Linked DNA regions of Mus musculus: region 1 is linked to region 2. Evidence: chromatin contacts called from public Hi-C data. All regions are on one chromosome and are shown on one strand. Each heading gives the region's core, a stretch centred on a gene start, on an enhancer-like site or on the middle of the called end of the contact. The rest is flanking DNA. Distances are from core to core; before and after follow the strand shown. Region 1 overlaps Tmem117 (transmembrane protein 117). Region 2 overlaps Tmem117 (transmembrane protein 117).

The links. A called contact is a pair of places that touch in the nucleus more often than the background predicts.
Region 1: a Hi-C map of cortical neurons shows a contact between it and region 2, with 2.2 times the contacts expected there. The contact joins two enhancer-like sites. A contact is called at or near these places in 4 of 484 Hi-C or Micro-C datasets (cerebral cortex and cortical neurons) and 1 of 115 datasets of contacts at active chromatin or transcription factors (differentiating embryonic stem cells).

What each region holds. Positions count from the first base shown.
Region 1 is chr15:95,065,487-95,072,486 of GRCm38.p6, reverse strand. The region is part of intron 6 of Tmem117 (transmembrane protein 117); the gene reads right to left. Gm30810 (a long non-coding RNA gene) reads left to right here. Exons shown (of 4, transcript XR_384360.4): 3 at 1-511; 4 at 1,111-6,502. Among named protein-coding and RNA genes, the nearest start is that of Gm30810, 11 kb to the left of the region's middle. Within about 2 kb of position 3,431, at least 11 of the 459 cell types and tissues checked have an H3K27ac peak or open chromatin away from gene starts, as enhancers often do. A contact at or near this core is called in cortical neurons, where this site is marked.
Region 2 is chr15:94,767,899-94,774,553 of GRCm38.p6, reverse strand. The region is part of intron 3 of Tmem117 (transmembrane protein 117); the gene reads right to left. Among named protein-coding and RNA genes, the nearest start is that of Gm25546, 90 kb to the right of the region's middle. Within about 2 kb of position 5,098, at least 9 of the 459 cell types and tissues checked have an H3K27ac peak or open chromatin away from gene starts, as enhancers often do. A contact at or near this core is called in cortical neurons, where this site is marked.

The DNA.
Region 1 (7,000 bases), core at 2,182-4,681, 300 kb before region 2:
GAGAACACAAAAGGGACAATGTCTCAACTATGCCATCTCCCAGTTCTCCCTTTTGCTTCATCTGTCATAAAGTCATGTTTTATTGTTTCAAAACTCTTTTACTTAATCCGATTTCCTAAGTTCATTTTCCCTTTATTATTTTAATTTTTGTATTTCCATCCCCTTTATTTTAATGTTTGCAATTCTCACTCCCCATTCCTCTTCAGACACCTCATTTTGAGTCAGCATACATCTGGTCTACCTTGGCTTGCAGTGGAATGGCAATCATAGTAATTGCTACACCATTTTGAGCTTCTTTTAGTGAAAATTTTTTATCTGAAGTTTGTTGAATCACAAGTATTTAAACCAGAAGGCAAAGGGAAGAGAGGAGGGCACTTTTTGTCTCCCCAGGTTTCAGATACTTCATTTACAGGTCAGTGTTGAACCTATTGACTTCATATACTTCCTGGAAGCATGAGATCACGCCTAAGCAGCAACCTCCACAGTGACAGAGACAGAGGAAGAGACACAGGTATGGTCAATAAGCATGGTTGGTTTCCTAGCATCATTCATTTGGTTTAACCTGAGAGACAGTGGAGGAAACTGATGGTTCTGTTTCACACTGGCTATGGTAAAGACAAAAAAAGGCCTTCTTTTCCTGTCTATCCCCATCCATTGCATAATAGAGGTCACCCTGATGCCTCTGACTAGGGCTTGGGTCAGAGCAGAGGTTTTGAGGCTACTTTCTTAGGGCAAAAGGGAGAGAGACACCTCTCCTACATGCATGTAGCAGTAGTTATATATATAATGTGTGTGTGTATATATGTATGTATGCATATATATATGAATGAATAGAATTTATTCAGGGCATGGGGAGGGAGAAGTTAAGAGGATAGAAGAGATAGAGAAAGGCAGAGAGAGAGAGAGAGAGAGAGAGAGAGAGAGAGAGAGAGAGAGAGAAGAGAGGAGAGAAGACAAGAGTAGAGAGAGGCTGGCCATGAGCATGTGGGGGAGGGGGGGATGGGAAGAGAAGGGGGAAGGGAAGCAGGGAAAGTGCAAGGGAGGAGCAAGAGACCAAAGGGGACAGAGCATAGCACATAACTTCCCTGGGGACTCTTTCCTTCTCTCTAGACTCCAGTGAGTGGGACAAGGAACAGATGAATGACTGCAAGCAAACACTGGGGATGTCATAGCATTGTTACCATAAATGCACAGCCATCGTAAGTACACATTGCATAGAGAGGTATCAGGAGTCACAGCTTGCTTGCCTTGTACGTGACTGTCAATGCCATCTTAGCAGGAAAATAAGAAAACAAAAGCTTGCCGAGTTCTCTTAAAATAGGAGTTTCCGCATGGTGACTTCCAGAAATAACTGAGGTAGGTGTGTGTGTGTGTATGTATGCATGCATAGATGAGAATATTTGGCTATGCTATGATTGAGTCACTAGTCTCAAGTGACACAAGAGCCACGCAGGATAGCTTAGACTTCCTGGTTCCAAAGCCTAGATGCTTTCTGCTCATCCCGACTGTCTCTAACCGTAGACACATAGCATGGCTTCCTGGCTTTATCTCACTGCTGCTCATCCCGACTGTCTCTGACCATAGAAACATAGCATGGCTTCCTGGTTTTATCTCACTGCTGGCCTTTTTATTGGCTTTGTGTGCCTGGCCTCAGAATTAACCATGATCACTAGCTTAGCTCCTGCTAGAAGCTAGTCATAGGGGGTTGGAGCTCCTTCCCTCTTTGAGTGGGTGTTAGTAGCATCACCTCACCCTAGCATAAGACCAACTTTAATTTTTTTCTCCATAAATAACTTCCCTGGGGACTCTTTCCTTCTCTCTAGACTCCAGTGAGTGGGACAAGGAACAGATGAATGACTGCAAGCAAACACTGGGGATGTCATAGCATTGTTACCATAAATGCACAGCCATCGTAAGTACACATTGCATAGAGAGGTATCAGGAGTCACAGCTTGCTTGCCTTGTACGTGACTGTCAATGACATCATTTGAACTAAATACATACAGTAGGAGGAGTACAACCAGGTGAAATGTGTGCAGCTAGCAAGCCCAGGAGCCAGAAGCTCATCCTCCTGAAGTGGCATATTATTGTTTTGTTCTTTGAAATTGCTATCAATCTGGGGCCTCGGTACTGCTCTCTACTATTGAAGCCAGCAGCAGCTGCAGAGATCTCTCAGTGATGAGAGTGAGTTAGGCACACAGTACCAAGCCGCTCCAGTTCTCAACAGCTCATGAGGATGTACCAAGTGTAGACATGTCTCCAACTCTGCATCCGTTCACAGACGACATACGGTTAATTTTCATTCGGATGAGTATATTTCCCACGGAAAATAAAAGAGATGTGCCATGACAGTTGTCTACTTTTCTTACTATGGTCTACTTCTGTCTGTAGCAATGAAAGTCAGTTCGTGATCCCTGCTATTCACAGACCATATTTGGGCAGGATTTAGCAGCAGTACTGTGCATCTAGATTACACTGTCTTGGGAACATTGTGGAGTCATTTCTCAGCGCTTCCTTGGGGAATCTCAAGGAAAAGGGCTGGGTGTCATTCAGAGGAGTTTAAGTTTAAAGCATTCACTGTTTTTAATTCCCCAGTGATAAAATAATGATTCCCTGTGTCTATTTAGGTAAGAAATTGACCAAAAAAATTAATAACCATTATTACTTTATCATAACAAACTAAAGCCAGAGTAAAAGCAAAGAAATGTTCGATTTTCTGGGTTCATGATTGATCAATTGGTTTTTGCGGTAATTAAGGGAAAGAATAGGTCTTACTAAAAAGTTGATAAGTAGAAACTTTCCTTGTTTCTGGTTTACTATTTGACAGTCTTATTCACATATGTAGTGACTTTTGTTCATTCCTCCCTCGTCCTCTCCCCCCACAGAAGCCCTTCTTTCCAATAAATTCTCCTACTTTGATGGCTGCTTTCATAACCCACTGAGTTGAGTTCTAGTTGCTTATGTAAGCACAAATGGGAAGGAATTTATTGGAGAAGGGCAACTTACCAGTGACGAGACCACTAAAGAAAAGACACTTCCCCCCCCCCCCTCAGCAGCCGTTACATGCACATAGACCCTTAGGTGAGAATGAGGCTTCCTGTGTCCCTTGCCCACATATGACAGAATGCTGACAGTCCCACTCTTGTGTGAGTCCTGGGCAGTAATCATAGTGCAGTGACTTTGTGAGTGCAGCAGTCATGTCGTGATAGAATTGACAATAGACTCTAAAATGTTACTATAAAACATCAACTCATCCTCAATTTAATAGTTTTTTATCTTCCTTTTTATAGCATTATATTATCAGGCTTCAGATGATTTCAAAGTCAACTTTACAGGCATATTTCTTTCTTAGCTCATCTCTATTCATGCATATTTCAGAACTGAATGCAGAATGTGAATAACAGGACACCATTCCACCCAAAACCTCCCCAGCTTGCAATGTGTCCTTAGCTCTTCTATGCTTGCCAGTGTCCTAGCAACAGGATTCCAGATGACAGCATGACAGCGAGCAGCCTGAAGAATTGTTCTTATGCTTTGGGTGATATTTCTGCTTCTTATTAAGAAGCCAGAGAGCCTGCTATTTTCCTCTCCAACAATCCCTTGCTCCTGATTGGCAAAGTTGCCATAGGAATACTTGGCTGAATTAATTCTCAGAAGCCTTGTTATACAGTAGGCTCTGCTTATTCATTGGCCTTGCCCATCATCCCCACTGAAAGATAAGCTCCAGGGAGCTTAGGTGACTTTTCCATGTTTTGATAACTGCTGTATTCTCAATACATGAATTCAACTCAGCATATGGTAGGAACTCAAGTATTTGTGTAAATGGTGAACAATGAGCTCTGAAAGCTAAAAGGGCAACGTGATCCCTTTTGTGTTTCTGGGAGTGGAAGCACGGAGTGGATTTGGGTATGAGAAATAGCACAGTGATCATTATGCATCACTCCAACATCTGAAACGTTGAAAAACTGGGTGTTTTGTTTTGTCCTTATCATCCAGCTTCAGTGAGACCTTGAACATAGTGACATGCAGTTTAAGCTATTTGCAAAGATCACAAAGAAAAGAAGAAAGTAGATCATTAGCGAGGGTAGATAAGATGGCTAATCTTGGCTGTCAATGAACATCTGGAGTTGACTAAAACTCAAGTAGTTGGGCACACCTGTGAGGAATTTTTCTTGATTGAATTATTTAAGGAGGGATGACCCACCTATTTTTGGATCATTTGAAGTGGGAAGACTCACCCTAAATCTGGGCCACACCATCTGGTGGCAGCCAGATTTAGGACATAAAAGGACATGGGAGAAGGAAGCTCTTGTTTTCTGCCTGCTTGCCTACACAGTCTGTAAGGCACTCTAATAAATCCTCTTAATATACATATATAAATTACACACACACACACATGAATACACATATTTTCTAATGGGTCTTTTCCTCTAGAGAACCCTGACACTACTATGGTGAAAGGCAAGAATAAATACTGAAGATGTTTGGAGAATTGATCAAGGATGTTTGGAGTCATCTTTCTTGTCACCCTTTAAAGGAAAGAAGCTATGAGACTTGTCAAACTAAGTCAGAGAACCAGAGACTAAGTGTAGAAGGCATTTGAGGTAGAATTGTGGGAGGGTTATTTCCCACACTGGGGTCTGGCAGGTATGTTGAGGCCAAGCTAGAACATCACAGGTGCTTGGTTGTAACTGTAAAGGATGCTCAGGAGAGGGGTGGCTGGAAGCTGGCCTCACCTGTCCCCTGATACCCACCCTCTCCTCATGTCACATTCATAGCTTCTCTTCATTGTCACTCTTTTTACTTCCTTAAGAGAAATTGTTCTATAACCTTATGAGCTGTGTAAAGTATTTAATTGAGGGGGAATGGATTTCTTGATTTTCTGTTTGAGGGAGGTTTTAGCCAACTCCGAGCAGGGATGCTTCACTGATCTGTAAAACAAATCCATACCCTTTCCTGAAATGTTTTAATGAATGTAACTTTCTCTCTTTTCTTCTTAAAGAATAATCCATTTTATTTTGCGTGTATGTTGTTTTCCTGAATGGATGGATGTGTACCACGCATGTCCCTAGCACCCGTGGAGATGAGAAGGCGGCATAGAATCCCCTGGGAACTAGAGTGCTGAGAACCAAACTGAAGTCCTCTCCAACTGCAGCCAGCACTCTGAGCTTCTAAGCCACCTCTCCAGCCCAGAATGTGATGTTTTTCATGTGTTTCTATTTCCAAATACCCCCAAACTAGAAAAATCGTTGTCTCCTAAATGATCGATCAAGTTAACCACAAGGGTGTGGTTTGTGATCGTTTTCTTCCTTCATGAACTGTGTTTTTGTTTACTTTCTCTCAGAAGTCCACACACTTCCCCCAGCTAATTCTAAAGAGAGCATACATCAGCGAGTTGTAAGTATTCGTTTATTACCTCTAAAAACACCAATCTAGCCCAGAGCAGGTCTGAAAAGTTAACTACACTCTATTACTTTTAAGAGAACTTGCCTCAAGGCTGTAGTGAGGAAGCAGTAGGTTTTTTACAAACAAGCTTCAGTACATCTAGACCCTGAAAACATCATTCCTTTACACTCCAAACTGGAAGCAAACCGATGCCCTGCCCTGGCAGATGGATGTGAGGAAGGACAAATAAAAGCCGGTCTTAAAAGTGTTTACACTAATGGAAATGCATCATGTGGCCTCTAGGAATAATGGGAAATCAATAACCCTGACTGGGGCAACACAGTTCAGGAGCAGGAGGGAGGGAGTGCTTAACATCTTAGAGACTCCTGGGGAAAGAAGAGGAGAGCGCAATGGCTGGCTAAGAAGACAGCAGTGAGAGGTAGCGCTGTATTCAAAGAAACACAGCAATGGCTCATTTCAGCTTTACCTTCCAAGGTCTGTCAATCCCAACCTACTTAGCACTTGCTCTTTCTAAAGATTCACATATTTTTATTTTGTGTGTTATTGTTTTGTCTCCCTGTTTGTGTTATTATGTGCATACCTTGTACCCATGGAAACCAGAAAAGGGAGTAGGACCCCACTGAAATGGAGTTAAAGATGTAAGCCAGCATGTGTGTGCTAGAAATTGAACCTGGATCATATGGAAAAGCAGCCAGTGCTCTTGACTGCTGAGTCATGTCTCCAGCCCTTACTTGGCATGCCTTAAAAGAGTGAATGTTAACTGTGTGTTTTTGCTTGCCCGATACTCAAAAGAATTCCCTTTCCACAGAAAGAATGAAGTCCAGTGGAAGAAATTCATTAGAGCATTTGTACTGTTTTCAGACACTGGCTGTAGGACACAGCACAGTCCCCTGATCATTCTCTGCTCTATTGTTTTGGGTACAAATGTCACTGCTGCAACCTGGCTGGCTGTGCACATGCTGCCAGCAATGGTGACATTCAATTGTCTGAATGGCTGATTTCTTCTGTGAGCTATATGGGAGAATTAATTGCTCACTGATACAAAGTAGCTGTTATTGTCCTTAGTAAATTTTAAATTTAATACTGTGGTCATTTATCTTCATGAACAAAAGGACTGATGGTACGGTTCTGTGGGGGGAAAGAGTCAATATGAAAACGTGCTCCTCACAACAGAAAGAGGATCAAACAGAAAGGGGATCAAAATGTACCATGGAGACAGAGATAAGTGACCTTCGAACTTGGTTACGATGGCTTCGTTTCTAGAATTACAATTTTTTTCCAGGACTGTCTATACTATAGCTGAAAAGTCTATCCACGGGTGAAATATGATGTTACATAGTGATAAGCATTCTGAATTAAGGCAGGAAAAGGGGATCCAAAGTAATGGGTTGGCCCCAGGTGCTGTAGTGGGAAGGAAACTTCTTTTCAGGCGATCCTCATGTGGAGACTGACGCCCATGAAAGACAGAAAGTGGATTTTAGCCGGGGACTGGTCTGGTGGGACACAACTTTAATTCCAACTCTCAGTAGGCAGAGACAGGGGAGCTCTCTGAGTTCAAGGCTAGCCTGGTCTATATAGAGTGCCCGAACAGCCA
Region 2 (6,655 bases), core at 3,849-6,348:
TTAATATATACCCAAGGGGTTAAACATATTTGCTCATTTGCTTAAAATGTTAGGCTCTGTCAGTTTATTGGTGGAAGTGAATAATTCCGGGCTGGTAGTGCCAGATCCAGCCAACGGTAATCCAGGGGCAAGAGTCTTAGCCTGGAAATGGCTTCTGTGTTCTAACGCATGCGCTAAGCTTCCACTTTCTAACTCGTAGCTGGCCTCTGAGCATGAGAGGAAAACATACAGAGGGATACTATGAGGCTTACCACCTCTGAGCGAAGCTAGAATCTTGATTCAGATAAGATTGGGCTGCAAATAATATAGAAGACATAAAACAGCTACGGACGGATGACTCGTGGCAAGGATATCTGAACGACGCTGCTGACAGAGCCCAGTCACATTCAATGCACCAAGTTCTTTCTTCAATCAAAGACGACATAGGTCCTATCACTGCATTTGACACACCACCCCCGGCTTCTTTAATCTGTTTGTTCTGTTTTTTTTTTTTATTTATTTTTAAATTACTGGAAATTTCTAAGGATTTGCCATTACTCGCTAAAACCATTGCCTTGTTCTGTGTGGTCCTAGGAGGAAGGATGCGTGTTGATTGTTTTCACAGACCCTAACTAGCATGTTGTGTGTCTGGAGCTGCGTTTGGACGGGAGAAGCTTTCTCCCATGGTGCGGCTTGAGTAAGGGAAACAACAGAGACATTTCAGGGGACGAAACACTATGTTCATGGAAGCTTTATTGAAGTGTATCTAGAGCTCCCAAGAGCCAGAATCCCATCCGCTGACAACTAAGGGAGCTTTCTATGTGGCATGGATGACATCCCTTGCATAGCTTATGTTATATGACTATTGCTAATGATTGGTGAAACTGCAATCTTTTAAAAAAAATCCGAAATAAAACAAATAATATTTATGAAATAAAAACACCAAATGTGACTTCAGGTCCCGACTATACTGATCATAAGCTACTCTGAATGCTCTTCCCTTATTGAGAATGGGTTCTTCTCTCAAACAATATATCCTGATTACACTTTCCCTTCCTTTACTTGTCCCAGTTCCTGCCCAGGGCCCCTCCCCTCTGTATCCACTCCTTTTCTGTCTCTTGTTAGGAAAGAACAGGCTCCTAAGAGATAACAACCTACATGGCTGAATAAAAAATAATAGTCAGACGAAGCAAAACTATCATGAAGGTAGACACAGCAACCCAACAGGGAGAAAAGAGTCCCAAGAGTAGGCACAAGAGTCAGAGACATTCACTCCTTCTCATGCTCAGAGTCCCATAGGAATACCAAGATGAGCACTACAATTTATACATAGAGGACATAGTGCAGACCCTTGTAGGCCCAATACGTGCTGCTTTGGTCTCTGTGAGCTTGTATGGGCCTTGTTTCAGTGATTCAGAGGGCCTTATTCTCCTGGCATCCTTCATCCTATCCCCTCTGGATCTTACAATCTTTCTGCCTCCTCAACCTCCCTGTTCCCTGAGCTCTGAGGGGAGGAAATGAAATGTTTGGTATCTTGAAGAAAGAGGAGGAGGAAGAAGAAATGAAGAAATGTGTGGTAAAGAGAAGCCCGGGGCAGGTAATAAAAGATCTGGACCCTAACCTCTGTTCTTACTGATGGCAGCCAAGAATGAGCAACACCTCTTGGCACCTCTATTTCACCTCCCTGCCTCTCCAGCCAACAGAACGGACCCTCCAGACGGCAGAAATCACTTCCTTCCAGTAAACAGGGCTGCATTCCTGCCATGTAGGGATCTCCTGGATACCACCCATGTCCGGGTTTTACATGCGGCATATTTGAGAACGGAAGACTCTGGTCACAGATGAGTTTGGACTAAATGTATTCAAAGCCATGGCTGCTATCCACCATAAAACCCACCACACACAATTGTCCTTCAAACAAAAATATAATTAGCCTGTAGAAACACTCCACAAACCCTTCTGACCTCCATGCAGACAGAACCACTGGCATTCATGAAATCTGCTGATGTATAAGTGCATCTCTAAGAGCAGAGTTCATGATTGAGAGCACTTTCGGGATGAAATAATTGATAAGGTCCTAGGAGATGCTGAAAATTCATTACACACTGTGAGGATTTATAATGCTGGGTCCTGCCTCTCTAACAAGGAACAGACGAGATGGCACAATGGGTAACTTTCATAGTGAACAAGTGTACCTTTCTTTATTAAAATAACAGTGAATTACCGTGACTCTCTCTGATTAAAATTTCTTTCAAATGTGTCTCACCCAGCACACCAGGTTCACTATAATCTTTAGAAAAGAGCTGAGAGTCCCAGAGGCCCTGCTGATGCTGAGAACTGTTGGGAATTCATCATATGTGATACAACGCTGACCTTTCCTTCGAGTACACATGTCGTTTTCAAAAGAACTGGTAGAAAATCCAAAGCACAAACCAAAGAAAACACAGTAGGTCTCCTAAAGGGAAGATTCCTTCGTTCAGCCTCCTTCGACTTCTGCAAACGTTCAGATTGATAGCTGACCAGCTCTGGCCACTGCCGTCTCCTCGATGTGGATGTTTCCTGCCCAAATTCAAGGCGGCAGAGAAGGGATGTGCCTGGGCACAGCTGCAGCACACAGCATGAACCAAACCAGCAGAGCGGGCCCCATCACCAGGAACAGCCGGCACACACCAATCTGAGAGTAATTAATGCGTGATGCGCCAACTAGATAGTCTAATTAAATAACGGTGTTTAATTACTAATTAGTATGTGACTTATGCAGACGGAACGTTTAGACTTGTCAGATGTTAAAAAGAACCCTGAGAAACTCGGAGCCCCGTCACTTCCGCGTCTCTCTTTAAATGGCGCATGTGAGGAAGAGACGATCCTCGTCTGTCTAGCCAAACCGCAACAGGAAGAACTCGCCTACCTTCCTGAGGAAGACATTGTCATTCGGCTTAGCCACCAAGCCAAAGTCAAGACGGTAGTTCAAAGTGTGGGATGGTGTATAGTCCTAATATCCCACCCATTAGAATATCCATGCTGACCAGCTGGACTGGTTTGGTTCTTGCTTTGTATACAGTTACTAACTTTACACACACAACAATCTGCCTTTGACTCAAACCGTCTCTGATGACAAACATCCAGAGTATGCAAATTACTCCCCTTGTCATTCTGGGTCTTGAAATAGGTAGGGGCTAAAGAGGGATGCCAATAGACTCTCAAGACTGATTGTGCAAGTCACATAAGATTGTGTTCCACAGCTGTGAGACTTGGGAGGTTTTCTTTCCTTTTCTTTTTTTTTTTATATATCTTTTTTTTTTTTTTTTTTTTTTGGCATCTACAGAAAAAGTACCATCTGTCTTCTCATTACCCTAAAAAAAGAAAGCAAAAGGAGTACGATGCCAACCCTTACTTTCAATTATTTATCATCTGAGATGCACACACACACACACACACACACACACACAAAAGGCTCCGTGAATAACATCTTCTCCCTTTGTGGAAAGTGTAGGTGGAAACGCCTCCAGTAGAATGTTAAACGGGAAGATGAGATGGACGCCCCTCTTTTATTAAACATTCCTTCTCATAATCTCGCCAAAACAAAAGCAACCAACCATATCTCTGCCATCTCCCTGGAGACAGTGACACACCTGCTCCCTGAAAACACAATCCTGTAACTAAAGAAAACACTAAAAATCAGGACATTTGACAAGAAGACTTGAGGAACAGTTGCCTTCCCAGAATCAACTAGGCTGCTTCCCTGACCCTGGTGGTTTTTATGGCATTGTATTTATTTACTTATTTTGTCTATGAGCGTGTGACACCACACGCGTGAAGAGGTCAGAGGATGACTGATAGGACTCACTTCTCTCCTTCTGCTATGTAGATCCTGGAGGTCAAACTCAAGTCTTAAGGCTTTGCAGGAGGTACCTTTGCCAGCTGAGCCACTCTGCGCTACTTACTACATGCTGCCCCACCCCTAAGCCCGCCAGCCCTGGGCTTTAGGCTGCTTATTTGAAATGCACTTCCCTGTCACATCTCTTGTTAACTCACATTTTTCTCTCCTACATAGTTTAAAATCCTCAGCTGAAATACAGGCTCGAGCAGTGAAGGTTCTGAAGTAACGATGATGTTAGCCTGGGGACACATTCCAAGGCAGGCAGACAGAGACTCTACAGCACCATGGGGACAGGCCAGCTCCCACAGGAATGGTCAGAGTGAAGGCTCCTGCTGGACAGTGGACAGTAATTATAAGAAACTGTGCTTGCCATCCTGGGGCAGGGGGATAAGGGACAACTCCATGGGCTGGGTTGAAATTTGGAAGAATCAAGAAATGGTAGAGTACAGCACAGAAGAAGTGGAGCAGCGGCCATCAGGAAGCCAATTTGTCAAGTGGGCCCTGGGGACAGAACTCATGAACCCTGTCCCTGCCAAAACCGGAAGTGAACCCCGTGGGGGGGGGGGGGTGTCTTCTGGGTATTTTGTTGTTGTTTATGTTTCTGAGAATGAATGATATACATGTATGGAGTCTAAAATCTCCATATCAGATCCACACGGGCTGTACAGCCATATTAGGAAGGTTATATGTGTTATCATTATTGTTAATTTCCCACTGCAAAAAAAAATGGAGTTCTACAATTATATTGGGGACTGTATAATGGCATATTGAGGACTTATGAACATATATACTATATATTTGTATATACTATATATATATATACTATATATACTATATATTTGCTACTTTCTGAGTTATAAAGTACTTTGCTTTCTGTGTTATGAAGTACTTTGCAAACAATTATTTGGGTCAGTACAGATGTCTTAGGTTTTTTATTGCGGTGTAGACACACCATGACCAGAGTAACTCTGGTAAAGAAAACATTTCACTGGGGCTGGCTTACAGTTTCAGAGGTTTAGTCCATTATCATCATGGTGGGAAACATAGCAAAGTCCAGGCAGACATGGTGCTGGAGGAGTGCTGGGAGTTCTACATCTTGGTCTGAAGGCAGCAGGAAGAGACTGGATCTCACAGGCAGCCAAGAGGAGACTGGATCCCATTGGCCAGACTTGAGCTTGTATCTAAGCCCTCCAAGCCCACCCACACAGTGACGCACTTCCTCCAAAAAGGCCACACCTCCTGATAGTGCCATTCCCTATGGACCAAGCATTCAAACACATGAATCTAGAGGGGCCATACGGTATAGGTAATTGACTAAATTCTGGCAGGTTCTTTCTCCAATACAGCGACAAGGACAAAAGTTTGTCCACAGTGCCCTCTAGTGGTTTACATTTTCAACACAAATAGACATCCTTTAAACAGCCCTTCCATGGTATTAGAATGAGGCGCACCTGTTTGAGAATCTCAAAACTGCAGGATTTGGGATCCTTAAACCTAGAATCTATTCATAAATGTCATTTTAGTCTATTAAACTGCCAACGTTAGTCTGTTAGTTCCTGGCATGAAAGTGATATGTTCTTGAGGAATCAATAAATGAATTACGAATATTAATATGTATGAGTCTCTCCTAATCCCAGTGTTCGTTTTTTAATCCATACCCCTGCCTTTGGACGATGCGCCTTCCACAGACAGATCTCATAGCTGTCCATAGAGAAACACAGCTGCCAAAGAGGAAACAACAACAACAACAACAAAATCCCATGATAACTTCACTATCTACATCTAAGATTTCAAATTCCTCATTTATAAATTATCATTATAGTCATCTTTTTTCTGAAATGAGCTGCCAATGCTCCCAGATGCCTGAAAACCAAGGAATCCTCTAGACCGAGGACCAAGGATGCTCTTCTTGGGCTTAGATGCAAGGTATCCTTACCAGAAGCTTAGTTAAGTCATGCTGCCGCCTCATAGCTATCGCAGCAACTTACAGAATCTAGGAAAATAAAGTAACAACAAGTAAAGGTTGTGAGGAAAGTCCAGTGGAAGAGAATGAAGAAAATGAGGGAAAAGAAAGGAACCCACATAGAAATACACACGAAGGAGGAATAATGAAAACCGGTAATAAATAAAACACAGACCCGACAGAGCCTGTGAAGCCAGCCTCAGAGGAAGGCAGGTGCTTGGTGCCTTTCAACCGTGAACCATTCGGAGACCTCCTCTTGCTGTCCAAAGCAGCAAGGATGGGAAGCTAAGTGGAAGCTCGTGGTTTCTAAGTTTCTGCCCCAAGTGCAGGAGCCTCCTCAACACCTGAGGATGCATTAGAACTCAGCAGGCTCAACACAGACAGTCCTCAAAAAACTTAAAACACAAATGCCCAGGGTCTAGCTACACCACCCCTGGGTAGATCCCAGAAGAGATCCATCAACACACACCAGAGATACCTGTGCATCCGTGTTTATCTTTGTACTGTCCGTAAGCACCACGATACGGAAACAAACATTCGATGAAAAGATAAAGAGAATAAGAAAAGTGATTATCTCATTACATGGAAATCGACTGAGAAGAAAATCATATTAAGTGAAGTAAGACACATTCAGAAAGATACGTATCTTCTCATATGAAAATAATTGATTTTACATACACACATACACACACATGCGTACACACATGCATGCACACTCACATGTATGTGTACACACACCCACACGTACATGCACACACAGAGACACACTCACACACTCAGACTCTAAGTTAGAAGGGGAGCTTTTGAGGGGAGGAACAAGAGAGCAATGATAG